Regions from separate parts of the Zea mays genome. Here region 1 is linked to region 2. Evidence: chromatin contacts called from public Hi-C data. All regions are on one chromosome and are shown on one strand. Each heading gives the region's core, a stretch centred on a gene start, on an enhancer-like site or on the middle of the called end of the contact. The rest is flanking DNA. Distances are from core to core; before and after follow the strand shown. Region 1 holds the start of LOC100284159 (metallothionein-like protein 1). Region 2 holds the start of LOC100273090 (SPFH/Band 7/PHB domain-containing membrane-associated protein family).

What was found. Hi-C and Micro-C count contacts between places; a contact is called where the count stands out from the background.
Region 1: a Hi-C map of tassel shows a contact between it and region 2, with 2.6 times the contacts expected there. The contact joins the promoter of LOC100284159 here to the promoter of LOC100273090 in region 2. A contact is called at or near these places in 3 of 25 Hi-C or Micro-C datasets (ear, leaf and tassel).

The regions. Positions count from the first base shown.
Region 1 is chr1:74,918,705-74,924,142 of Zm-B73-REFERENCE-NAM-5.0, forward strand. LOC100284159 (metallothionein-like protein 1) reads right to left here and starts at 3,847. Exons shown (of 2, transcript NM_001157056.2): 1 at 3,630-3,847; 2 at 3,035-3,514. The coding sequence starts at 3,682. The coding sequence ends at 3,328. It overlaps TRNAK-CUU (transfer RNA lysine (anticodon CUU)), which reads right to left and starts at 4,705; the gene lies at 4,633-4,705.
Region 2 is chr1:74,527,235-74,532,685 of Zm-B73-REFERENCE-NAM-5.0, forward strand. It overlaps LOC100273090 (SPFH/Band 7/PHB domain-containing membrane-associated protein family), which reads right to left and starts at 1,540. Exons shown (of 9, transcript NM_001147539.1): 1 at 1,229-1,540. The coding sequence starts at 1,402.

The DNA of each region.
Region 1 (5,438 bases), core at 2,597-5,096, 390 kb after region 2:
AAAGGGGGAGATTGAAAGGGAATTAGGCTTACAGCTTTTTCCTAATTGATTTTGGTGGTTGAATTGCCCAACACAAATAATTGGACTAACTAGTTTGCTCTAGTCTATAAGTTTTACAGGTGCCAAAGGTTCACAATAAGCCAATAAAAAGACCAAGAAAGGGTTCAAACAAAGAGAGCAAAAGACAACCCAAAGGCACCCTGGTCTGGCGCATGCCACCGGACAATGTCCGGTGCACCAGGGCACTTGAAGCTGAACTCGCTACTTTCGGGAAATTCAGAGGGCGCTCCGCTATAATTCACCGGACTGTCCGGTGCACACCGGACTGTCTGGTGTACCAGCGGAGCAACGGCTACTTCGCGCGCAACGGTCGTCTGCAACTGCATTCAATGCGCTACAGTGCGCGCCAGAGTCAGAGCACGCGCAGTTGGCGCACCGGACAGTCTACAGGACCTGTCCGGTGCACCACCAAACAGCCCAGAGGCCCCACAAGTCAGAGCTCCAACGGTCGAACCCCAACGGCTGGCTGACGTGGCTGGTGCACCGGACAGTGTCCGGTGGCGCACCGGACTGTCCGGTACGCCATGCGACAGCAGTCTTCCAACGGCCATTTTTGGTGGTTGGGGCTATAAATACCCCCACCCACCCCACATTCAATGGCATCCACGTTTCTACACTTCTACACCTTACAAGAGCTATAACATTCAATACAAGACACACCAAAGAGATCAAATCCTCTCCCAACTCCACATAAAGCTTTAGTGATTAGAGAGAGAGATTTGTTGTGTTCATTTGAGCTCTTGCGCTTGGATTGCTTCTTTACTTTCTCATTCTTTTGTGATCAAACTCAATTGTAACCAAGGCAAGAGACACCAATCGTGTGGTGGTCCTTGCGGGGACTTTGTGTCCCGTTTGATTGAGAAGAGAAGCTCACTCGGTCTAGGTGACCGTTTGAGAGAGGGAAAGGGTTGAAAGAGACCCGGTCTTCGTGACCACCTCAACGGGGAGTAGGTTTGCAAGAACCGAACCTCGGTAAAACAAATCATCGTGTCTCGCTCTTTATTTGCTCACGATTTGTTTTGCACCCTCTCTCTCGGACTCGTTTATATTTCTAACGCTAACCCGGCTTGTAGTTGTGCTTAAGTTTATAAATTTCAGATTCGCCCTATTCACCCCCCCTCTAGGCGACTTTCAACCTTCACACTTACACAGATCACAATTCACAAGTATATAAGATCAAAACTATATGCCTCACATAGATGAGACCTAAACAACAGATCAACACCTAAAGAATGAGGCTCGACAATATATATGTGTAACGACCTAAACAACAGTCAATAGAATAGATCAAAATCACCTAAACAACAGATCAACAGTCAACAGATCGACAGTCAACACCTAAACCCTAAAGGCCTAAACAACAGATCAAAATCACCTAAACAACATATCAACAAAGTCACCTCTGTTCATAGGAATAAAAATCCCAAACCCTAAACAATAGTTCATAGGATCCAAACCTGAACAACAGATCAAGATCAGGTTACCTCTGTGGCTCTGTGCCAAACACGGCTCGTCGATGGCGTTACCAGTACATCCAGAGCACAGCAAGCAGATTAGGATTCCAAGAAACATCAATTCATCACACAGCGACCAGAACAGGAGCTTAACAGAGGAGAGCAGATGAACACCAGTGAGCAGTAGATCCAGAGCAGATCTGGTCACCTCTGTGCTGGACAGGGAGATGGCACCAGTGAGTAGTAGACCCGGAGCACCGGTTCCATTGCCGACTCGTCATGGAGATGGATGGAGCAGGCGCGCACTGGTTCCTCAAGATCCACACATCTCATAGTTAGGAGCAGATCCGGAGCACCAGTTCACAGTCGCCGGCGCCGGTGCCTTTGAGCCCCGGTGTCGTTGAGGTCAGGGACTCACGGTAGAGAGGGGAGGAGTGGAGGACAGGAGGAGCCGGAGCACGAGCACCGAGATCCAACGTTACCGTGTGGTGTATCGAGATTGATAGGGGGAGGAGGACAGGTCCACGGGGGCGCCGGAGCGGGGATGGAGAGGCCGAGAGCGGAGAGCAGCGGGCGCTCAACGCGTTAGGGTTACGGGGACGGGAGGAGCGAGGAGGGCAAGGCTGCAATGGGGGTTTATGCGGCTGGAGGACGAGGTGCTGTCGCTAGGGCTGGAAACGAGCCGAGCCGAGCCAGGCTCGGCTCGGCTCGGCGAGGCTCGGTGGAATAGCGAGCCGAGCCAGGCTCGGCTCGGTCACTTAGCGAGCTCGGTAATGAGGCTCGGCTCGATATAGGCTCGCGAGCCTGTACACTCAAGTACTCAACAACAATAATTATAGTCATTAGCTCAAATTTGAAGCACAATATGTTCCATATAATAAAAAATTATGTCCCTGCACTCTAGTTCCTTGTGAGTTGTGACCAAAACAGCACACTTACACACTGGTGAACGGAGATACGAGTAAGTAGTAGTTTGGACCAAGCCTTGAGCCCGCTCGCGAGCCTCACCAAGCCGGCTCGGCTCGTTAGTGTAGCGAGCTGCGGAATTAGGCTCGGCTCGGGCTCGTTTAGGCTCGCGAGCCTCACCGAGCCGAGCCGAGCCTGATCGAGCCCGAGCTGGCTCGCGAGCCTCGAGCTTTTTTTCCAGCCCTAGCTGTCGCGCTGGTCAATGGGCTGGGGATGGGGCACTGGGGGATTTATGCGGAATTGCGGAGTATTGGTGGGCAGTGGGTTAGGCTGCGCTAAAATGTAGCGGGCCGGTTTCTAAGCCCAACATCCACCGGGCCGTGCTCGGGCCAGCCCAACGCGTCGGGATGGCTGTCGAGCCCGACACGCTCGCTGGGCCGGGCTGAGCCTGGGCCCATGTTAATTTGTGTCGTGCTAAAAAACCGTGCTTCGTGTCATGCTAACGGGCCACGTGCTTTCTAGACATCTATACATTCAGCAGATAGTGGTCGTACAACATACTGTGTAGAAGACATGATTTACATAGAGAAATTTAAAATAAGAGGTAATCATACTTACTTAGTAAAACAGTATTGTATATATATTCAATCACTGAGCCAATCGTTACAGGGACATAGTCACACACACTGGCGCAAAGAGATCAGAGATGCATGGTGTGTAACGATGCCATACGATTACATGCACCAACACAAGCACAACAGAACCGACACCAAGCATGCATGGCGGAGAGCCAGAGTCAGACCAGACGATGGCTCCATCCTTTATTCTTGACACGCCACAAGCACAAAGCAGACAGTAAAAAAAAGGTGACATCCATGCATGCCGCAAACGAAACAACGCAGCAGGATCAGCAGTTGCAGGGGCTGCACTTGCAGCTGTCACCGCAGCTGCAGCCGTGAGCGGCCTCGCCGGACTCGCCCGCCGCCTCGAACTGCGCCGCCTTCTTCGTCTCAGGGGCAACGCCGAGGACGACGGCGGCGGCGCTGGCCTGAGCGCCCCCGCCGCTCTTCTCCTCCAGGTCAGGGTACATCTTGCTGCGCAGAATTAAGCAAAAAAAAAAAAATTAAAAAAAAAGACACCACGTACAATTCACAAAAGGACACGATCACACAGTTACAGAAAGGAAAATAAGAGCCTTAATTACATTACCCGCACTTGCAGCTTGATCCGCAGTTGCAGCTTGATCCGCAGCTGCAAGACATCCTCGACCTCTTTCGTTTGCTTTGGAAACACACAGACAGAACAGAGCACAAGAAAAGGTTTCGAGTTATGGATTGGTTGATGAGTAGACTCGGGGACACTGGTTTTTATAGCACGCGGTGGTGCATCAAGGTCACCGTAATCTATTGCAAAAACATGCGCGCGGCGGTTGCTTTCGTTCCTAGTACCGTTTATTACAGCTTCCGTTCCCCCCCCCCCCCCACCCCCCCCCCAAAAAAAAAAGAAAAAAAACTATACGTGCGGAACCTAGACAAATGTTTGTCTAGATTCACATCCAGAACTGCGTTGTTGATAATGCGTGCCAGTAATTAACAAGTACACCACCACGATAAATAAGCAAGCTAATAAGGCGTGCTCTACTTGTCTCCCTCTGCTAATTTGGCTGCCTCCTCCTCTTGTTGACATTTGACACACTATAGTTTTATTTTTTATTTATTAGGATATATAAGACCGTACCCACTGTCTTGCTGCAACTTCTAGCCGCGTCAATCTATATCGTCTTGTGCCTTCTTTGATACGTTCGTTCTCAAAATTTCCTCCGCCACACATACTAAAAAACCAAACTAATTTGTGCCTTCTTTTTTATTAATAATATATTTGGAATTTCTTGGCCTTGTCGATCGTTTGACAATGATGCCGATGCTGGCTCTTTACACGCCGTCCAGGGCGCGTAGGCGTAGCTTCCCACGCCTGAATTTGAAACAGCTAGATATTGTTGCCAGTTTAAAACGTTATCCGCTTCATGTCCGGCACTCATCTCATATGCAACTTTGTAAGCTTCAACTACGCAAATGCCCGTCGCCTCGACGCTCCAAAGGTTGGTGGTTTTGGTTAACCTGTAGTGCCTTTTTTTTCTCTCGGAAATCTCCTAGCAGGGGAAAAACCGTCTGCAACTAAGCAAACAAAAAATGTCAAAAAACAAAAAATTGTGCGCCCACCGTGGGGCTCGAACCCACGACCACAAGGTTAAGAGCCTTGCGCTCTACCGACTGAGCTAGACGGGCTCTTGTAAATTTACTTTAAACATTACCTCTTAACAGAATCACTAGCAGTTGGGGAGCTTAAATTATATATTTGTCTTCGCTGTTCAGTAACAACAGTTAACTAGATCTTCTCATGTAAGAGCCCAGAACACCAATATATATATGTAAATTAAATCACTAGCCCATCATGGTTCCCCTCCGCTTAAATAACTTACTACTCCTTCCGTTTTCAAAATAGTAGTCGTTTTAGCCCTAGATTTTTATGTTCATATTCATATGAATAATTATAAACCTAGACATATATATATAACGCATACATTAATTATTACATGAATTTAGTAAAAAGTTTAAACAAATATTAATTTAGGACAGGAGGAGTATTATCTTCTACGCAAAGAAGAAAACAAGTAGCCTCCTTCGATAGTGATTTTTCTCAAACAGATTTGAGGGTATGGATCATACGTCATGTTCTTAAGATCGACTCTCATACTCCCTCCGTTTCTTTTTATTAGTCGCTGGATAGTGCAAAATTTCACTATCCAGCGACTAATAAAAAGAAACAGAGGGAGTATTTGATACTGCCTCCTGTTTCGAGTTTAATGTTGCTCCATGTTCCTCATGCTAGCTCATTGCAAGTAAAATAGACTTAGGTCCGTTTAAAATAAAGTTTTGGTGTTTTGATGGTTAACACAATCATTTATGCTAACATTTTTTCAAAGGGTGCACAAGTGGACTTAGACAAAGGGATGCTTCG
Region 2 (5,451 bases), core at 290-2,789:
AATTTATAAAGTACAAAGATGTTTCCTCCTGTATAGTTGTCATATAACATTGAAAAGTAAAGGTTGTTGCAATAAAGAGAGGAAGACTTACAAGGGAAAAAAGTGACATGAAACAAAAACTTGATAAAGACCAGCACAGTCAATAGTTCCGACCATTGTATAAAACTTACAAGGAAGGCCTCAAAGGAGTGATAGAGACATACTTAGACTTAAAAGTTATTACATTGCTGGCATTAACTCAAGACAAATACCTGCTGACATTTTTTATTTGGATAGAAAGCAACCAGCAATATCTACAAACACAGCCCACTAAACAAATATGGAAATTTAATTGCACATAAATTGACTCATTATTGGCAAATGTAATGCATTATTGAGACCAGCTCAATGATTGAACAATATAATCAATTCAAGCATACACAATATTATCATTGAAGGGCACTGACAGAACCAACAATTCCAGCCCCAAGGAAAAATGCAACAAACTACCATCATGTAGTACAAGATATTTTTTTCTTTGCTTGGGACATTTTATTCCTAAGGTGATACTTCAGATGTCATTGAACATAAAAATGTACAAGTAACATCACACAGAGGAGTAAGATGAACACAGAAAACAAGAATACAAGACTTTGAGAGTAGAAATACAAGATGAAAATGATGAATTGGGCCATTCAATCAATAGTTCCAAACTACTATACAAAATTCCCCCAACATGATCAAATAGGTCGTGTTTGGAGCTAAAGTGTGTTGGTTGGTGGTCAACATGTACTCCCTAGGTATTAGGGGCAGCAAGTATCAGAAGGCACAGTGCCCCTAACAAATGTGGCAAAAGGCAGAAATGTCTACTCATTTTCAGCAAATATAATGAATAACTGAAATAATATGCTCATATCACCAGCCCAACGCCCCCAATCAATTCAACCATGCACATCACTTATGCAAGATGTAGGCACTCACCAGATCAGCACTGGCATCCCCAATGAACCAAACCTAAACTCCAAAACAAGCAACATCCTAGCATTAACCCCGGACCCGGGACCCCACAGCAAGCCAACGCGAATCCACGTCACAGTACCCAGTAGTTCCCCACCAATCGAGCCCAGGATCTGCCAATGAGGCACGCACACGCGACTGAGCATCTACCTACTCGCGATCGGGGGAAATGATCGCAAATGGAAATCGGTGATATTAGCGAGGTAGGAGAGGTCAAAAGGTCACGACTCACCAGGACGAAGCAGATGCCGATGAAGGCCACGATGCCGAAGGCGAAGGGGTCGGCGCCGGGCGGGGGCGGCTGGCGCCCGCTCGGCTGCTGCTGGAAACGCGGCATCGACGGCGACGGCGACGGCGGCGGCGGCGAGCGGCGTCTCTGCGCCGAGTCGGAGGTGACGTCAGACATCGCGAGGAGGGTGGGCGGGGGTCACCGGGAACCGTAAGCGAAGTCGGTCAGGCTTGGTGCCTTGGCAGGTCACAGGTGGAACGGGCGACGGGAGTGGACGAAACCGCGAGGAAGACGAAGGCTGGTGTGCGGTGTGCCACTCGCCCACTCCTGGCGTGGAGTGTTGCCCGTGTTGGGTAATTTTGGTTCGAGCGAGTAAAGTGTAGGCCTCTTTTGGAATACGGTTTTGGATTAGGAAGAACACAGGAATAGTAAAAATACATGAATACATGTGTAAAGCAGAAAAATAAAAATATAAGAAAATTTGTTGAAATTGTGTTAGGATGATTGTAGGAAACTAGGAAACACTTACAAAACGGGTCAAATAACATTGTGTGTCAAGATCCATATGAGATTCTTTATCAAGGTAAGCTATTTAATTACACACTAGGTGAGTGCTCGTGCGTTGCAACGGGAACATATAATACCACAATAACTTATGTACAGATGTGTGTTATATTATTATGAAAAAAGATTTCATAATTCATTTATGGTTCTAGGCATACATAAATTTTATTTTTTTTAATCTAACTGTTTCACCACTACATTACAACCAATCAGTATTATGCAACCTTCTAATTATACATATTCTAGATAAGTTTATGGAATGAACTTTGAAACAAGTTCTTTCAAGTCACATGTAGAAGCCTTATTGACCATAATCTCAACCATCTTGCGGTTAATCGGATTGGTAGAGTTTGAATCTGTCTTCGAACTTTGTTCTTGCATTGAATGTATCTGTCGAGCTAGGTACCAAATAACTTTGCATGCCTCACAAGCACCAGGTATCATGTACGTAGAACCAGATATTGTGTCTCACGAGATAACATCAAAGCAAGTCGGGCGGATGACTCACGAGATATTCTTCCAGATGGATCCACTGTAGAAACCAGGATCTGCATATCAAAACTCATAATCAAGATAAAGAAGGGGGAAAGTAAATGACAACAAAACCTGTAGTAAATGACAATAAAGTTCATATAGAGATAACCAGTGTGTGTCATAAGAATTTAAAATAACTTCATCACTTGTATCAAGTAATTTCTGTGCAATTGTCAGGCACTGCTAACAAAAAAACATAGTTATACATTGAAGTTATATCCAAGACATCACTAATAAGTATAAAAAAATCTTTCAAAGAGAAGACACTGCTTTCATTTGATTTGCTACTTTACTTAGATGTTGCCACGGGAGTAAAAAATTTGTATGAAATATAGATACGGAACGACAAACATCACTATAATATGCAAAATCCGTGTGGCAAAATATTACTGTAACACTAATAAAATTTCAAAAATAAGTGTTGAATACAGTTGCTATAAAAACATTACAGGCGAAAAAGGAATTGTTGGTGAGACTATAAGCATACTTATAGAGTGATTGTGCAACATTCATTCTTAAGAAGTCTTTTGACAAAATATTTAACTTCAGGAGATACTGATTGCCATGTTGAGTCCTCAAAATTAAGGATAGCTCTTAGCACTGAGCAGAAAATACTGGTTTTTGTGCCCAAAATGGCCTGCTACCACACAACAATATATAACTCACAACACCAATACAGATCCACCACGACGTTGGACACATCATAGTACTGGTCGCGCTCAGGGGCAAACGCGCCATCGAACCTGTATTTGTAGCTCATGAGCACTTCCTGCACATAAAGTTGTCCAGTCAAGTACAATAAACATGTAGTCACATAGTGTAGCGATAGTGCATGTCAAGGGATCACACACACACACCTGGTAAGCTACACCAAGTGCTCGCAGACCACGTTTAGCAAAATTGTCAATGACAGCTCTAACCCTTTCAATATCCATCTTGTTGTGGGCAAGATGAAGGATTTGTTCAACTATCATTATTAATTAATAATTGAAATCCATGTCACAATGTAGGGTTCCCAATATGTGTTAAGGAAGGAAAACAATACCTGCTCTGGTGCTCCCTTGCTAACACGATGCATTCTTCCCTCTCCATCAAGGTAGGTTAAAGCAGTTCTTTTGTTACTTGGATTAACTGGCAGAAAATGAATCTCTTGGACACTAGCACAAGCCTTTTGTTAAACATGCAGAAGGAAGAGAAATAGTTAGAATAAAAGTAAAATTAGCATCAGACTGCACATCACAAACTCCTGAGGAATACCAGTACCTCCTTTGGATCAGCCATCATACCAACTATTATGGCATCTATGTCATCCTGATTTTCTGTACGAGAAGCTTTGGTAGCCATCAGAATTATCGTATCTTGGTCAGCCCCTCTTTGGAAAACCTGATGCGATTAACAATCATGCTATGATGGATGTGATGATCGATACATATTATCGTTAGGAGGTATAAACATTATTGTTAGGACAAGCGAGGACTGTGAACACTATGGAGGTGGTGTGACGGACCTGCGAAATAGACCCGAGAAGTGCGGTGGTGTGCGACGTAAAAATGCTAGCCAATCATTTTCTTTTTCTTTCTTCAAGAAAACATTGTATGGAGTGTAAGTTCACAAGCTATGGATGGACAGCTAGCTGCAGTTCACAGCATATAAGCATCTTCACTCATGCTACAAAATGGCTAGCCCATACAAAACTTAACAGAACATACAATACACAAATGCTTTAATTGAATGTCATTAAAAATGTCTCCAAACAAATCAAAGTTGTAAGCTGAAAGCCTATGTTGTTAGAGTACATACAGAAATGAAGCAAAGTAATACCTATCAAAGCTCTTCACTCCTGCCATGTTGCTTTCTCTGGCCATCTTGTAGGTTGCTTGATCCTATAAGGGGAAATAACAGATGTACACATCATCCGGTAATCCTTAGAAATTCACACCATATCCAATGAATATATTAATCTAACACCACAAGCCATGTTTAGAGGAACACCTAAATTATTGCAAAACTAAAGGAATATACCACAACAAGCAACTGAGCTTTGCGGAACCAAGAAAGTTCATCATCACAGATGTCCTACACTTTAATCCTCTGTATTTAGCTTCAAATGCTTCAATGTCAACCTCGGTGACCTGAGAATAACGATTAAAATTAAGTAGCTTTATATAAAAAATATACTACCTCTATCCCCAAGATAATGTCATTTTGGCTATAAATCTGAATAAGCCAACGAGACATTCTAAAGAATACTGATGAAATTAAAATGAAACATACACTAACATTGTATTTTAAAATGAAATTAAAATGAGGTACACTAACAGTGTAAATGTTTGATTGACCATACATCATAGCATACAGATTCCTCAAATAATTGTCACTACAATTTAAATTGGAGGGATCAGTGAGTTGTGGATCAAAGATGCAGCATGTTCATAAAGATGGAACAGCTCTAGAACAAAAATTGTATTAGTTTATAGTTAAATGGGGGCACCATCACTTTGCTCCCAACCACCAAGTCTGTCAGCAGGATCTTAATTCGCGAACAGCCGGAACTCGTTGCCCAGTTTGTTCGAGTGGCGAGGCCTGAAACCGCAGGGACGAACATTCAGCAGCTCCAATGCCCGGTCCATCTGAACTTCCCCTGGCAACATAGAGTGACTCCAACTAAGTTTTCGCTTGACAAATACAGGGTTTAACTATGCTTTCAGTATGAGATGGAGAGACCTTTTTTCTTGAAAGGAAAACAAACAGACTTTGATAAGGAACAACAGTACAATTTGGAACTGTCAGCACATCATAAATGGTTTTAGCTACATTATATACAGTGGCATACATGTAGAAGCAGATGATGCCATCATAAATGTGTAACTCCTGCGCTATTAAGACATTAATTAATGGATCATTCTGTCAAAAGTAAGAAGGCACAATGAAGTCTAAGGCATCATAAACACCCTTGGCTAGATTATAAGGTGAAACTACAATATAGGAGTTCAACAAGAATGTTTATTGATTGCATAAACAACATTAAAATACCAAAGCAATATCAAACTAATCACGTTCACTTGACACAGCATTAAACTTGAAGTCATCACCAGCACCCTTAGCTAGATTATAAGGCGAAACTATCA